2 separate regions of the Anas platyrhynchos genome follow, and region 1 is linked to region 2. The links are chromatin contacts, called in public Hi-C maps. All regions are on one chromosome and are shown on one strand. The core of a region is the stretch at or near the end of the contact, and the rest is flanking DNA. Distances in the headings are between cores, read along the strand shown. Region 1 holds the start of LOC110354175. Region 2 overlaps LOC110354175.

What was found. A called contact is a pair of places that touch in the nucleus more often than the background predicts.
Region 1: a contact with region 2 is called in a Hi-C map of F1 follicle, with 2.2 times the contacts expected there. The contact joins the promoter of LOC110354175 here to the enhancer-like site in region 2. A contact is called at or near these places in 2 of 8 Hi-C or Micro-C datasets (F1 follicle and F5 follicle).

The regions. Positions count from the first base shown.
Region 1 is chr4:65,773,871-65,780,734 of IASCAAS_PekinDuck_T2T, reverse strand. It overlaps LOC110354175, which reads left to right and starts at 2,489. Exons shown (of 8, transcript XM_072037768.1): 1 at 2,489-2,829. The coding sequence starts at 2,689. It overlaps HS3ST1 (heparan sulfate-glucosamine 3-sulfotransferase 1), which reads right to left and starts at 2,405. Exons shown (of 2, transcript XM_027457382.3): 1 at 2,229-2,405.
Region 2 is chr4:65,660,975-65,668,069 of IASCAAS_PekinDuck_T2T, reverse strand. The region is part of intron 3 of LOC110354175; the gene reads left to right. Among named protein-coding and RNA genes, the nearest start is that of HS3ST1, 110 kb to the left of the region's middle. Within about 2 kb of position 1,494, at least 2 of the 8 cell types and tissues checked have an H3K27ac peak or open chromatin away from gene starts, as enhancers often do. A contact at or near this core is called in F1 follicle, where this site is marked.

The sequences.
Region 1 (6,864 bases), core at 1,240-3,739, 110 kb before region 2:
AGGCTTACCTGAACTGAATGGATTGAAAAAGGGAACACAGCATATTCAACAATCCCAGTTTCATTACCCCTGCCAAGCAACTTCTTACCACTCTCTGTCAATGTGGGCCCTATCTCAAATGCAGCAAATCATTGAAACCAACAATAAAAACTAAAAAAAATGAACAAACAAATAAACCTCTAAGTAACCTTAGCAATCATACTCCAAGCTGATTTATGTCTGCCACCCTCCTGCTACTTGACTTTAGATTAATACTGGAGCAGAGTACTGGTGAGGTCGCCACTGCATTAGACTTAACTAAACCAATCCATTTACTGAGTGAAGCACTGTTTGGTGACCTGGAGGGAACCCTGATACTCTGGAGTAAGAAGTGAGGTGACCCAGAAGGATCTTCCATTTTGGGCTGCCCGGGGATATTCTCAGTTTTCTTGCTCTCTTTAATTATCAAAATTTTTCAGGGAAATGCATCAATCTGGGGCTTTGGTAGCTTCTTGGCAATGGGCAGCATTTCTGGAAGAGGGAGGGAGAGACCCCCTCATGAGACTAAAAAGCATTTCTGTCTTCCTCTCTGTATCTACACATGCATGTATTCTTATGCATTGGAAAACTGTTTTTCAGTAAAGTGTCTGTAATCACATGGTTAATTTGGAATAACCAAGGTAGTATCCTCAAAAGGAGGGGACATGGCTCAGAGACTGGCAATCCGAGGGTCAGAATTTGCTCTTCTCAATTATTGCCTTTCCACTGCAGCAGCTGGCTTTGCTTCACATGTGTAATCTGCTGCCGACCGGAGACGTAATATCAAAAGCCTCTGCATTTTCCAAAAAAACAGGGAAGAAAAAAGAAAGGTGGGTGCGGACAGGGTGGATAGGAAAGAGCTAACTGAAGCTGATGTTAGTAGCTGCACTCTTAAAAGGTGCTCTTTTCTGAGCAATGTGGGAAATACACTTGTTCAAGACTGCAAGAAATGCTGACAAATAAAATATAGTAATAATTTATAATTTGCATATTAAGTTTGAAAGGCCATTTTTGCAAGACAATTTATGGGTTGAGGTTCCTCTTGCCACATAACACTGCAGAGGCTTGCAGTGGGAGTGGGCAATGAACGGCTCTCCTGTGCCAGAACGATGGTCCCTGCATGCACCCCATCCCCATGCCATTTAAGCCTGGTATTTATGAGACTTCCCAGATATTTAATAATTTTTTTTGCTTCCCCAGTGTCCAAAAAGGAAGTCTAGGAACAGGGAAAGCCTTGAACTCAAAAGCCTTGAACTCATTGCACTAACAGAGAGGAAGGAGTCATACACTTTAATTCCTAGTCAGCTGAGGTGATTGAATTGCCTGTACCTAGCTGGGTGCCCTTCCCTAATCTTCTGTATGACTAAAAGGCAAGACCAAACCAAGACAATGCCCAGCCAGCACTCCTCCAGCTGGGAACTACCACCCCTGCCTCATGGCATCCTTTTACCCCCCATAGACTTGAACCTCTCACACACAGCCTTAACCCTGAAAAACACACAGAGAACTACAGTGCCCCCGTGCCTGTCCTGTGCTAGCCCAGGCAGCTTGCCTATTCCAGGCAAAACAAGGGTGAGCTCGAGTTCACGTCTGTGCCCTCCAGCCTTGCACAGCTTGGCAGGCTGCAGCCGAGCACGCTGCACCTGGCCAGCTTCGGCACTCAGCATGGGAGCAGATCAAAGATGCTCGGGGGAGCTTTTGCAAGTTGCTCTGCTGTCAGGTAGGAGCCCGGCGCTCCGCCACGCCGTTTCCACACCCTGCCATTCTGGCTTTGCATGCCCTTGTCATTTAGCTACAAGAAAAACAAGGCGGTAAGGAAAGAGAGTGCCTAGGGGCCAAATCTGGATGGATCTGCAATTCAGGTCCTGCTGACCGCTTCCCCCACTTTCTCCCCATTCTTTTTTTTTTTTTTTTTTCCTCCTTCCCACGACAAGCGAAACCTGCCGGCTCCTGACTCAGTGAGCAAGTGCAAGCACCGCGGTGCTGCAAGCGGGGCAGGTTTCTCCGCGCCGCTCCCCGGGAGCAGGTGCCGCGGGCAGCTCAGCCCCGGCAGCGGCCAACCCCCGGGTTGCCAGCGACCGGACACCCCCCGGGGGGCACCGCTCCTCAATTCCCCCATCACCCCAATACCGCCGCCCCAATCTCCCCTCCCCGTTCCCCGGGGCAGCTCCGGCCGCTCTCTGCGGGACCCCCTCCAGCGCATCACTCACCGCGGGGGCGCGGAGCCGTGGGGCAGAGCCCTCCGCGCCGTGCCATGGGCGCCCGTGGGTGCCGGTACCGGCGGAGGAGACGGTGGCGGAGCCGTGGGAAGCGCTCCCGGTGCCGGCGGGGCGGGCGGTGTAACGAGCGCCCGCTGCCGCCCGCTCCGCTCCGCTCCGCTCCTCCTGCGAGCAGCGCCCGGCGCCAGCCCGTTTGTACGGCCCCCGCTCCGCCCCGCCGCCGCGTCAGGCACGGCACCGCCCCCGGCCCCAAAACACGGCCCCGGCCCCAAACACGGCCCCGGTCCCGGTGCCGGCCCCCTCCCAGCTGCGCTCGCTCAGCCGCCGGGCGCCGCCGGTCCCCTCGGGGCCAGATCCGGCGCCCTGGTGGCGGGGTGCGGGGAGCGGGAGCAGCGCGGGGGGGGCCGGCAGTGTGCACGGATCGGCACCCAGCGCACTGCCGTGTGCGGGGATGGGCTCGGGGGATGCGGCACCGGGGGAGTACCTCGGCACGGAAAGCACCCCTCGGCTGCCTCCTTCTGTACCCATAAAAATAACACCCGTGTATATATGGAATAATACCCCCCTGTCCGCTTTCGGTTTTATATACTTCGTGAGTACCTCCTGGATGTGTTTTCTGGGCTTCGATCTTATTTATTTATTTATTTATTTCCATTGAAATGCTTTTTGTGCAGCTAGAACGTAAAGCAGGATGGATGTCTCGAATGTAAGAAATGTGGCTTCCTAAGGGGAGTGGAAAAAAAGGCTTTTCGTGGATTTTAAAGTAATAGGGTTAATCCACTGAAATAGGTCTCTATTTGCCAAAACGTGGTACATATATATTTTTCAAGTCAATGTATGTTAGAAGTATTATCATACTACATCTCTATCCATTTATTCATCAGACAAACTCTCTTGAAATTTACTGGTAATAAAAAGCATATATATATATATATATATATATATATATATGTTGGGGTAGCTCATTTCTCAGGGGGGAGCTTATTTCTCAGTTGATTTTGGTCAATTTAGCTCCCCACCCTCCTGAGGGGTTTCATGCAGGCTGACAGATCTGTCGGAAAGTGGTGGTCTCTTCCTAACGATGCTCAACTTGTACTGCTTGTACGCAGGGCTCAGGGCGGTTTGCCCAACGAGGTAACTTGCATAATAATGGCTCAGCACTCCCCTAACAGGCTTGGATGGCAGCCCAGAATCTCTCTGCAGCCGAGGGTCAGTGTGAGATTCCCTGATTCACACTTTTTAAAAAACATTTTCTGTTCCAAACTCTTGCTCCTGTTCTGGAGTTTTACTACCGCAGCTCTCCTTTGCAAAGAGTGGCCGCTTGTTCACCAGTGTGGCTGGAGAGCTGTTCCCCAATGGCACGTCATTTTATTGATTCAGGGTTTGGTGTTTAAAGTTCCGTCAGTGTTGGTGGAGCTGTTTGCACAGGCGTCGCAGGGCTGGGCTCACACTGCACGTGTGTGCCAGGCAGGAGGCTGGCATGAGCCGAACCTACGCATCTGAGAGGGTTCATACAGGCACGTAAGTTATTGGGTGAGGAAGGTTTAAATTGCCTTTCGTATTTCTGATTAAATTAGGCTAATCACCCACTTTTTGCAGGATACCTTGACCATTGGTGGTGACGTGTTTGCTGTTTGCGCACTCCTTGAGTTGTGGTCAGTGGAAATGTCAGGTTACACAAGCTTTTGGCACCAAAAAAACAGCTTATTGCACTACTTCTATGTAAAAATTGCATCATGTGGATTTTCTTAAATCCTTTTCCTTCAGTCTTAGTGTGTAGTGGTATTGTAACAGGAGTCACAGCAATCAGTTACGGAACTCTGTTTTCTAGTTCTGGCTCTTACTGAGGAATGCAGAACAAAGGTGCTGTGTTTGTTTAAGTATCACCAGCAATTTCAAATGGATTAAAGGACGTAGGAGTGCGTGGGGAGCTGTTTTGTTTATAACTGTTTGTCTGCTTCAGCCCTGAATAAGCATACTTTTGTAGGGCCAAATTAATTAGTAAAATAAACAAGTGAAAATCTGAGGAATAAAAATCACTCAGTTCTGTTTGGTATCTCTAAACAGAATTTTGACAAATGTTTTCAGGAAATAAGTACAAGAAAAGATAGGATACTGTAACTATGAATTTCTTTTATGCAATGTTTTTTGCATATTTAGCAGTTAAGATATTTCCTGTATTTCAGCTTCCTCAATCGTTTCACTATAATTTCTTTAACAGCAATAGACATCTGTTAATACTGACCTTCTAATTTTTAATATGTAAAGAGAATATTTCACTACTGTGTTTACTATGAAAAAAAAAACACACAAGCACCCACCACCAACAGTGATAGTCTTTTTACTTGTATTTTAATATATTCCTTTATGTTTCAGTATAAACATGAGAGTCTGAGAGTCCAGTAGAGAAACAGTAGAGAAATTTCATTTGAGATTAACTTTGCTGATTAATTGTGCTATTTATGGCATGATAGTGTGTTTTGGTCTTCTTGCAAGCAGGTGAAATCCAAAATGCTTAGGTACTGTTCAACTGCTTCAGCACATGATTTAGTCATAAAGGATCACTGTTTCTTCCATGTGATCTCTAGATCAGATGGTGTGATACCTATTTCATATTTAATATCCAGTCTTGATATAGAAGAATCAAAAGGTAAAAAAATCACCATTTCTTTAGGTAGTTTGTTCCAATTGTGAACCATCTTCAGTATCAAAATAACAACAGAAAGTATCTTTACCTTTTAATCTGGCAGTATCTAACTGTAGCTCCAAGACATTGCTTTATATTATCACCTTCCTAGGTAGATTAAAGATATATTTTGCCCCAAAATGTACTTTCTTATTCCAATTAAGTACCTTCTCAATATTATTATTATAATTTTTTCTTTTTTTTTCTTTTTTTTTGGGGGGGGGGGTGAGCAGGGGATAAGCTAAAGAAAATGATCTCTTACAGCATCTCACTGAAAGGTATTTTGTCTAGGCACAAGTAACTTCAGTTTAATTTTTTTTCTTCACTTTTCACAGATTTTCATGAGTGCCATACTGATCCTTAACATTCATATTGGAAACATTTTCACAGTGCTTTGATAAGGAACCCCAATTGCCAATATGGTTTCAAGATCTATGAGTTCACCAGCTGTTAAGCTATTTCAAGTGCCCTTGACATATAGTCCTTACTTTTTCAATTCAAATGTTCTGGTTACTAGATCTGATGCCTTATGAAAGTCTTGATCTGTTCTGACTGCATATTCTCTTTATCAAGCAAATTTGTAATTTCCTCAAAGCAGACTTGTTTAACGTGGTGGTGGCAGTGTCTCTTCAACTGTGGGAAAACTGGTAGAAGTGATACAGTAACTATACACGTGCTGTATTTTTATTCTGTTGATTGAATAATGACTAATCTAGAAAAAGGAAATGAGAATTCTTAAAGCCAAAAGAATAAGAAAGGAAATTAAAATTATAAGTGCAATGTTGCCAATATTCATTTACGCTTCCCTCGTTAGTCTGAAAAGGAGGATGTGAAAAATGGGGCCTCTGATAATACCGAAATTCCATTATATCCTGGATGACTGGCATGTGTCATACACTGTAAAGAAAGAGGTGTTTTGCCCATGCAATAAATGAAACTGGAGCCTGCTTGGAGAAAGCAATTCTGAGATACCAACTCATTCAAAGCCAGGGTCAGAAAATCTGGGGACAGGGCTGGAGACAGGAAGGCACCAGACTTCCCTGAGCAGATGTGGGATGCCTCTGCAGTGGTGAAGGAGGAGATGATGACTCACGGGAAGTAATGCAGCTTCCAGGAGGGGCTGCAGCGTGGATGGAGCTGGAGGTGTGCTTTGCAGCTGGCTTAACAGCTCTGGGACTGGCTGAAGCTGTTTCAAACACAGCCTGGAGAGCAATGGATTCATGCTGCCATAAGCACCAGTGAGCAAACTCCTTAACCGAGTTTGAAACCTTTTTTTCAAACCCTGTGCCACCACTCCTCTGTTTGTCACAGCGTTTTGGAAATACAGAGGTGGAAGACAGCTGAAGAAGAAAGCATAGGCATGAAAATTACTTAATTGAGCAATACTTAAAGTTTTCTCTGTGTGGTCTCCATTGGTGCTGCCTGTTACATAACAAAGTGTACATTTGTCAGATCGAAGGAATGCAGTTATGATTTAAGCAATTTAAGACAATTCAAGCTCACGGATTTCTAGGTTTGTCACTGGGAAACACTTGGGAAAGCAGGAAGTAGTGTAATGTAGGAAGCTAAGGGGATTCAGAGGGTGAGTTATAAAATACATTTAAACAGACAATTTCTAAAGTTATTTTAAATTTAGGAAATAACAGATATGTTAATTCAGGTCTAAAATGTCAAGAAGACAGGTCGAATTCAGGGCTAGAATGAAGAAATAACATTGAGACATTTAGACATGAGAAATGCACCATTTTGGTGTGAAAAGCAAAGGACATGAGAAGCAAAGGAAAGTATGGAACAATGTTGTATGCGGTTGGGAGTGTGAGGTTATAAGCCAGCCCTTGCTCAGTTGAAATACATTTACATTTTTCTCATTTCCTACAATTTTTGGTTTTCTGTTATCCCCAGTGGCAAGAACTTATGAGGTGTTGAGGTTGGATATGACAG
Region 2 (7,095 bases), core at 245-2,744:
TGAAAATGCAACTACAAATGTAATAATATCAAGAAGTATGAGGAATTATTTAGAGGGCTAAAATGAAGCATACCTAAGAACAATAGATGGAAGTGAGAACTTAAGCTAGATTAAATTCAGAAAAAAAAAGCCTTAAAAAATGTGTTTAGATCAGGATCACTCTCTTCCTGAAAGAAGAAGAAATAAGAAAGAACTAGAAATAAAGTCACTCGAAAAATGTTTGCTGTTTGGGAAGTAATCCTGAACTGACACCATAATGGCATAAGTTAAATGATCCAAATGAGGTGTCTACGTTAGCGGGTAGCTGGTTCTGTCACAACATGAACATCTGTTCTGCAGCTAAGTTGCATATTTTACCGTAATAGATATTGCAAGAAGTATACTCTGATTTGCACTTAATATAACTTAATAGAATTTACAATAAATTTCTTTACATTAGACAAGTCTGTTCTTGTTAACAGTGGTGTGTACTGGGTCTGGCTGGAACTTTCCCTGCAGCAGCCCATACAGTGCTGTACTCTGCACTTGTAGCTGGAACAGCAGTGTTATCACACCAGTGTTGTGTCTACTGCTGAGCAGCACTGGCACAGCATCGGGACTCTCTCTAACCCTCCTAGGGGGTGGGCAAAAAGTGAGAAGAGAAACATCACTAGGGCAGCTGACCTAAACCAACCAAAGGGATATTCCATACCATGTGATGTCACACTCAGCAATAAAAAGTGGAAACAGGAAGAAGAGAGGAGGGGTGGGCCCTGGTTGTGAAAACGTTGGTCCTCCTCCCGAACACCGGCTATGTGTGTTGAGGCCTTGCTTCAAGGACGTGGTCAATCATCGCTCATTTGTGGGAAGTAGAGAGTAATTTCTTTCCTCTGCACTTCCACATAGCCTTCATTTATTTTATTTGTTTGTTTTCCTCCCTTCTTTTTATTTTCCCTTTCCCCCTCCCTTTTCCCCTTCCCCTTTTTATTTCCCTTTAGTTAAATTGTTTAGTTCATAGTAATCTTTATTCAATTATTACTATTATTTCCCATTAATTAAATTATCCTTATCTCAACCCGTGAGTTGTTCTTTGGTTTACTTCTCCCCCTCCTCATCTAAAAAGTGGGGGAGTGAGAGAGCGGTTGTGGGGTTTAGCTGCCCAGCACGGTAAAACCACCACATGATGTAAACTTGAAGTTAGCCTTGTGAGTTTTTCCTTGATTAACTAAGAACAGATCTGGGCCCAACGCCTCACTTCAGAAAAACATCTTCATAAAAGGTTTATTTCTGTTTTAGATCTTCTGGGAAGGTAAATAAATACTATTAACCTTAAAGTCCTCTCAGAATTCTTAAAATCTTTTGCAAAGCTTTTAACGACTACCACAATTTCTTTAAAGAGAAACATTATTTAGCAAAAACCACTGTGTCTGAAAGCCTTGCATATCTCAGGCAGTGCTATTATTTCCATTTCCCCCTGGAAATTGAAAGAGGCAGAGACAGGCAAAAAGAGGCAAATAGATCAGACAGAGGAGACTGTGAGGTGAAGGTCAGGAGGAGAGAGATCCTTCAGACTGGTGAAAGACAGCTAGACTTGTCCTCTTTTTGTCTTACATTTTAAATAAAGATATTTACACAGACACAAGGTCTTTCTTCAAGTTCTGCCAGTGCAGTTTGAGAAACCAGGAAGTAGCTGACCTGCTTTTTGTCCATTAATGAGAGTATAATACCTGCAGATTAACCTCAGCTCTGCAGAGTATTTGGAAGTGGATTTTTTTTTCCTTTGCTACACAGTCTGTTTTCAACAAGTGGATATTTATGGGTATGTGAATTATTCTATATGCAGATTTAGAGGTTAAATTAAATTAGAGTATATTTGAAATATTCCTTCATGAATTTCTTATCCCTTCGCTCAATTCCTCTTTCTAAGGATTTTTTGTTTTTTCTTTTTGAGTATGAAGGGGGCAATGGGTAATTTCTATTGTCTTCTCATGGTATTTAGGTCATCTCCTCAAGTGCAGTTGAAGTTCTTCCCATAAGCTCTTCCCATCAAGTATAATATTATATTATTTTTATAAAAATGAACTCTTGACAGAAGATGTCTTGAATTTTTAGTGGTATTTACAATTCTTTAAGGCTGGGAAAACGGAAAGTCTAATTCATGAAATGAAATGGCATCTGGAAGCTCCTAAGAAAACATGGACTTTAAAGCTAACAAGTATGACATAAATGTAATGGCACAATTATTTGGTTAATGGGTCATACTTTCTAACCAATAGTGCATGCTGTGACTAATGACATACCCTTGTATAGATTAGGCATTACAGAGATTTGAGGTTGATGTTTAAGACTGATGAGCATTTATACAGAAAATATTCCAGAACACTATGATGCATAATGGATGTAAATTAATATAACTGTGGATTTTAAGTATAAAAAGGGATAATTCCAAAAAGAAATGTATCCACAGAACAGCTCCTGCCAGCACTTAGGGGATTTACAAACATTTTTAAAGGCTCAATTAATTTTTAGTTTATGCAACTTCATTCTAACTTACTGAAGTTGTAGATAGCTTTGCCCTAAATTTGCTTTATACATCTAAGTCATGATTAACATAGATGTTAAATATGCTGGGGAAGAACACTTCCCAAATGCTAGCTAAGACTGAGGCATATCTTAGGAAACCATGCAAGTCTGTTTGCACATATGTGACTTTTCTTTTTCCTTATTCTCTACATGCCAGCATGAGATATGCCTGCTTTATGCTGGCTGCTATTCAGACTATGGAATTGAAACAGCAGCTAGAAATCCTATATGGGCTGGAGAAATGTCATAACCTTTCTTGGTTTCTTCTAGCCATGCATCCTGTGCTATTCAGCTGCAAAAGAGTGGCAGGAAAAGTCACACTGAAATATCTGTAAAATAAATTGAAGTATAGCCAGACTGAAAACAGGGGTACAACCTGCCAGTGCAGTGGCATGAACCAGGCATCTGTTTTAGCTTAATTTTACTTCAGAGAAGTAAAAGTGTTTTGGGAAATTGTCTTTAGCAAAAGGTGGCAGTTTAAAGCATCTGTATTCTCAACTAATTTCTAGCTATATAATCAAATACTTAAAAGTTCCAATCCTTTTGAATTGAAGTTGAAAAAAGTGTTTTTAGGTATGAGTGCTACCTTTCCTTTCCAGTTCCTTTTTTTTTTTTTCAGTTTCTATCCCATTTCCAGTTAATGAGTTTTAAATATATCAGTAGCCAGCAGCTGTAATAAAATGTCTCCCAGCACATTGGGCTGATAATCATGATTTTCTTAAACTTATCATATTATGGGATTCCATGGCAGAGTATCTATCCAGCAGTACACAATGTTCATCTTAGCAACCCAGCTGACATAATGAAATATAATTATTCTTTTCAATTGTTCGTTTTAAATGTAATTGGATTTTTAAATTACTGTGCAATTTAACAAAATCATGGAATATAATTGCCTTCTTTCAATACATATATGTTATAGAATATTACAATTTTCCAAACTTTCATGCATTCTTCTGTCTTTATACTCGCATTTAACATGATTTGAATGAATATCTATCTATTGTTCATTCTGAGTGATCTTGCTAATTTATTGACAGTTGTGGATGTAGCCCATAGTCTTTAAACTGAAATATTAATATTAACGTCATTTCTGAAGTAATACTGGTTAATGTTATATGGACCTCAATATTATTGGTTTCTGAAATCTTCACAGATTAAGCATCCTCACAGAGTAAGCATCTTTCACAGATGCTTACTTGGTCATGAAATTACAGTGTTCTCTAAAACAAAGCATTAGCTGCAACACAAATGGAAATGTTAAAGAAATTATAAGAGTCTCAAGCATTTCCTGGCTCAAAATATTTCTGTAGATTACAAGCAGATTGCTTAGGTGCTGGACTACCGTGTTTCAGGTAGATGGCAGTTTTAATTACGAGCTTAAACTGTGTGTCTGTTCCTGTTGATGTTTGCCTGTGGCTGTGGAGATGGAAAACATTCAGGTGAAGTCTGCAGATTTAACAAAATGTCCATAGGCAGAAATAGGGGCACGTCTTGGAGTCTCAAACCTCTTTTTTTCTGCACAGCAGAGCAGGGTCAGAAACAGACTTGCTTTCTCTATGAGCGACTAAGTGATTGTTCTCAGTGCATTTTTCTTAAAGCGGACCAGAAAACAAAGAAATACCAATAAAACACACAACATGAGTCTGCAGTGATTTCTTCTTCTATGTCTTTACAATGGAGGAATTGAAATTGTTACTAAGGAACTGAACTTGCAAATTTCACAATCAATAAGCATAAAGTTTTAAGCCATGAAACTCAATAAGTCAGGAACCAACATCCAGAAAGGAGAATATGTAAAAGAGTAAGGTTGTTTGATTTGTTGTTTCCCAGATAATTTTGAGAATGTCATCTCGGAGATTTTGCTCACTGTTTGAATCATAGAATCATAGGATGGTTTGAGTTGGAAGGGACCTGCCATGAACAGGGGCATTTCCCACTAGATCAGGTTACTCAAATCTCCATTCAACCTGCCCTTGAACACTTCCAGGGATGAGGCAACCACAGCTTCCCTGGGCAACCTGTTCCAGAGCCATGCCTCTCTCACAGGATAGAATTTCTACCTAATATCTAATTTAAACCTACTATCTCTTAGTTTAAAGCCATTGTTCCTTGTCCTGTCAGGGACTTACAGTCTCTGGACAGGACAAAGAGTCCCTCCCCGTCTTTTCTGCAGGCCCCTTTTATGTACTGGAAGGCCACTGTAAGGTCTCCCCGGAGCCTTGTCTTCTCCAGGCTGAACAACCCCAACTCTCTTAGCCTGTCTTCATAGGAGAGGTGCTCCAGCCCTTTGATCATCTTTCTGACCCTCCTCTGGGCTTGTTCTAGTTGAGGATAAATGGGATCAAGAGTCTTCTTTTCACAGATGTGTCCTGGCAGCAGCACTAAATCCTTGAATGCTCCAGATTTCTTGAATCGTTCTGTCCTCTAGCAAAATTAGCCTCTCTAATCCATAAGAAACAAATTGTGTCTTTTCTGTGAAATGGGAAAAGAATTGCCACTGTGATGCTTTTGCTCTGGCTCAAAAAATGCCCATCTGGCACATCTTTTTAAGACCCTCATCTCCGTAGTGCATAAGTCATTCATGAAGATCAATTAATTCATCTTCATTATATACCAGGTGTTTTATCATCCCTACTTTAGTCAGGCCCTAGGAGAATAATAAAGATCAGACAAAAAACGATTTATGTATCGAACCACATTTTTAGAGGTCCATGCTAATGACTTAATCAAAAGTTATCTGTCTTATCCCCCTTGGTTTCTCTCAATTTCTGATTTATAAAAGGGGAAAAAAAAAAAAAAGAAAAAAGAAAAAAAGCAACCTTGTTATCTATGTACAAATGTCAAGTATCAAATATTTAATGTAATCCTTTTAGGAAAACAGAGAGAACTGCAGGGATTATTCTTTTAACATGACATACCTTTAGATTCCCTGTTTAACAATATGCTTTCTGACTTCAAGGAGTTACATTGAAACAAATTGCTTAAAAGCATAAACCAAACAGGTAGAGAACAGATGCAAATCTTGAAAGACAAGAAGACTCTCTGTGGGGTAATATCCTCTATCTCCATCAGGCTGGGAGTTCACTCTTTCCAAGTTTCATCATGAGGTTAAAGAGAGTCTTCAGGAATGAGGTGGGATGGGTTCTCAGCAGTCAGAGATGCAGAGGAGAAGGAATATGCTGTGAGCAAGACAAGTGACATCCTCTCCCAGAAGTTGCTGTGGATCTTGTTGTTATTAACTGAAGTCTGAATTTGAGCACAAAACTATGAGATTCTGTTCCATAAGCTTTTCTTTTTTTTTTTTTTTTTTTTTTTTTTCCCAAATACTTGAGAGAAGAGGTGTCTGAGTAAGGCATTGTTCTGAAGATGCTGTTTCCATGCCTTTTGAATATATGAAACACCAAGGAAAGCTCTTAAACATGTGAACAGTGATTTGAGCCTTTATTGTTAGTGTGATTAAAAACCAATGCACTACAAAAAAAGAACATGGTCTTAAGGGTTTGTCTACATATTTCAACTTACAGACAAGTACAGAAATCTATGTTGAGAATCCAAATTCAGGAAAGCTGAGAGTATAGCTGTCAGCTTGATGTTTTCTATCACTGGCAGAAATATAATTTTCTGAAATAAATATTGGCACAATATTTATCACAAAATTCTAGAGCTTAAAATTAAAGCTGGAGAGATTCATCTAGCTGAAGGGATGCCAAGCCATAGCCTGTTTACTGCATCCAACCCTTATTCAGTTCACATTTGACTTTTCTGATAGGGTGACATCAGATGTTCTACTTGCTGGCTCTGCAGTGGAGGCACTCTGAGACCCCAGTTATGCAAAGCCTAACATCACAAGAGAAGGAGGATCCAGGAGCTCTCCCTGTCCTCAGTAATATAAAATCTGGACGTGTTAGTGCAGTTGGCCTTATGAAAATTTCTTACCCAGGCTGGGAAGATTGGAACATTGTCTGCCACTCATGCAATTTGATCCCCCACATCTATACTACTTTTTCATTACATTTTTACCCAGGAACTCCTACGCTGTGTCCAAAGCTGCTGGATGGTTGGCCTAAATAATGTGAAGTTCAGCTATCTGGGGAGTTAAGTGTTGTATGCCACAGGTAAAGAGACAAGAAACCAAGGTGCGAGCAGTACTTTAGGCCTCTGCAATGATTAGGAGAGATATGCCCAGATGATCATAGCAGGAAATTCATGACCCATGCCATGCAGAAAGATTAAAAAATAGTCAAGGTTTCGCTCCTATGCTTGAAGTCACTTTTTTAAGTGTACATGAACTTCTTGCCACAGCTTTGTGCTGTGAACTCATGTTGAGGCAATTGCCTATGATGACCTCTAAGTCCCTTTCTGAATTACTTAGTTCTCACAGAAACTTGTACAACCTGCACTTTGTGTTCCCATCTATGTTATGTTTTGTTTGACCATACAAAATGTCCTTTTATTGCTTTGTGATCATTTACCAAATGATTCAGGTCTCCCTGTAATAACCTGACTGTTAAGTGTACTCTTTGATCTTAG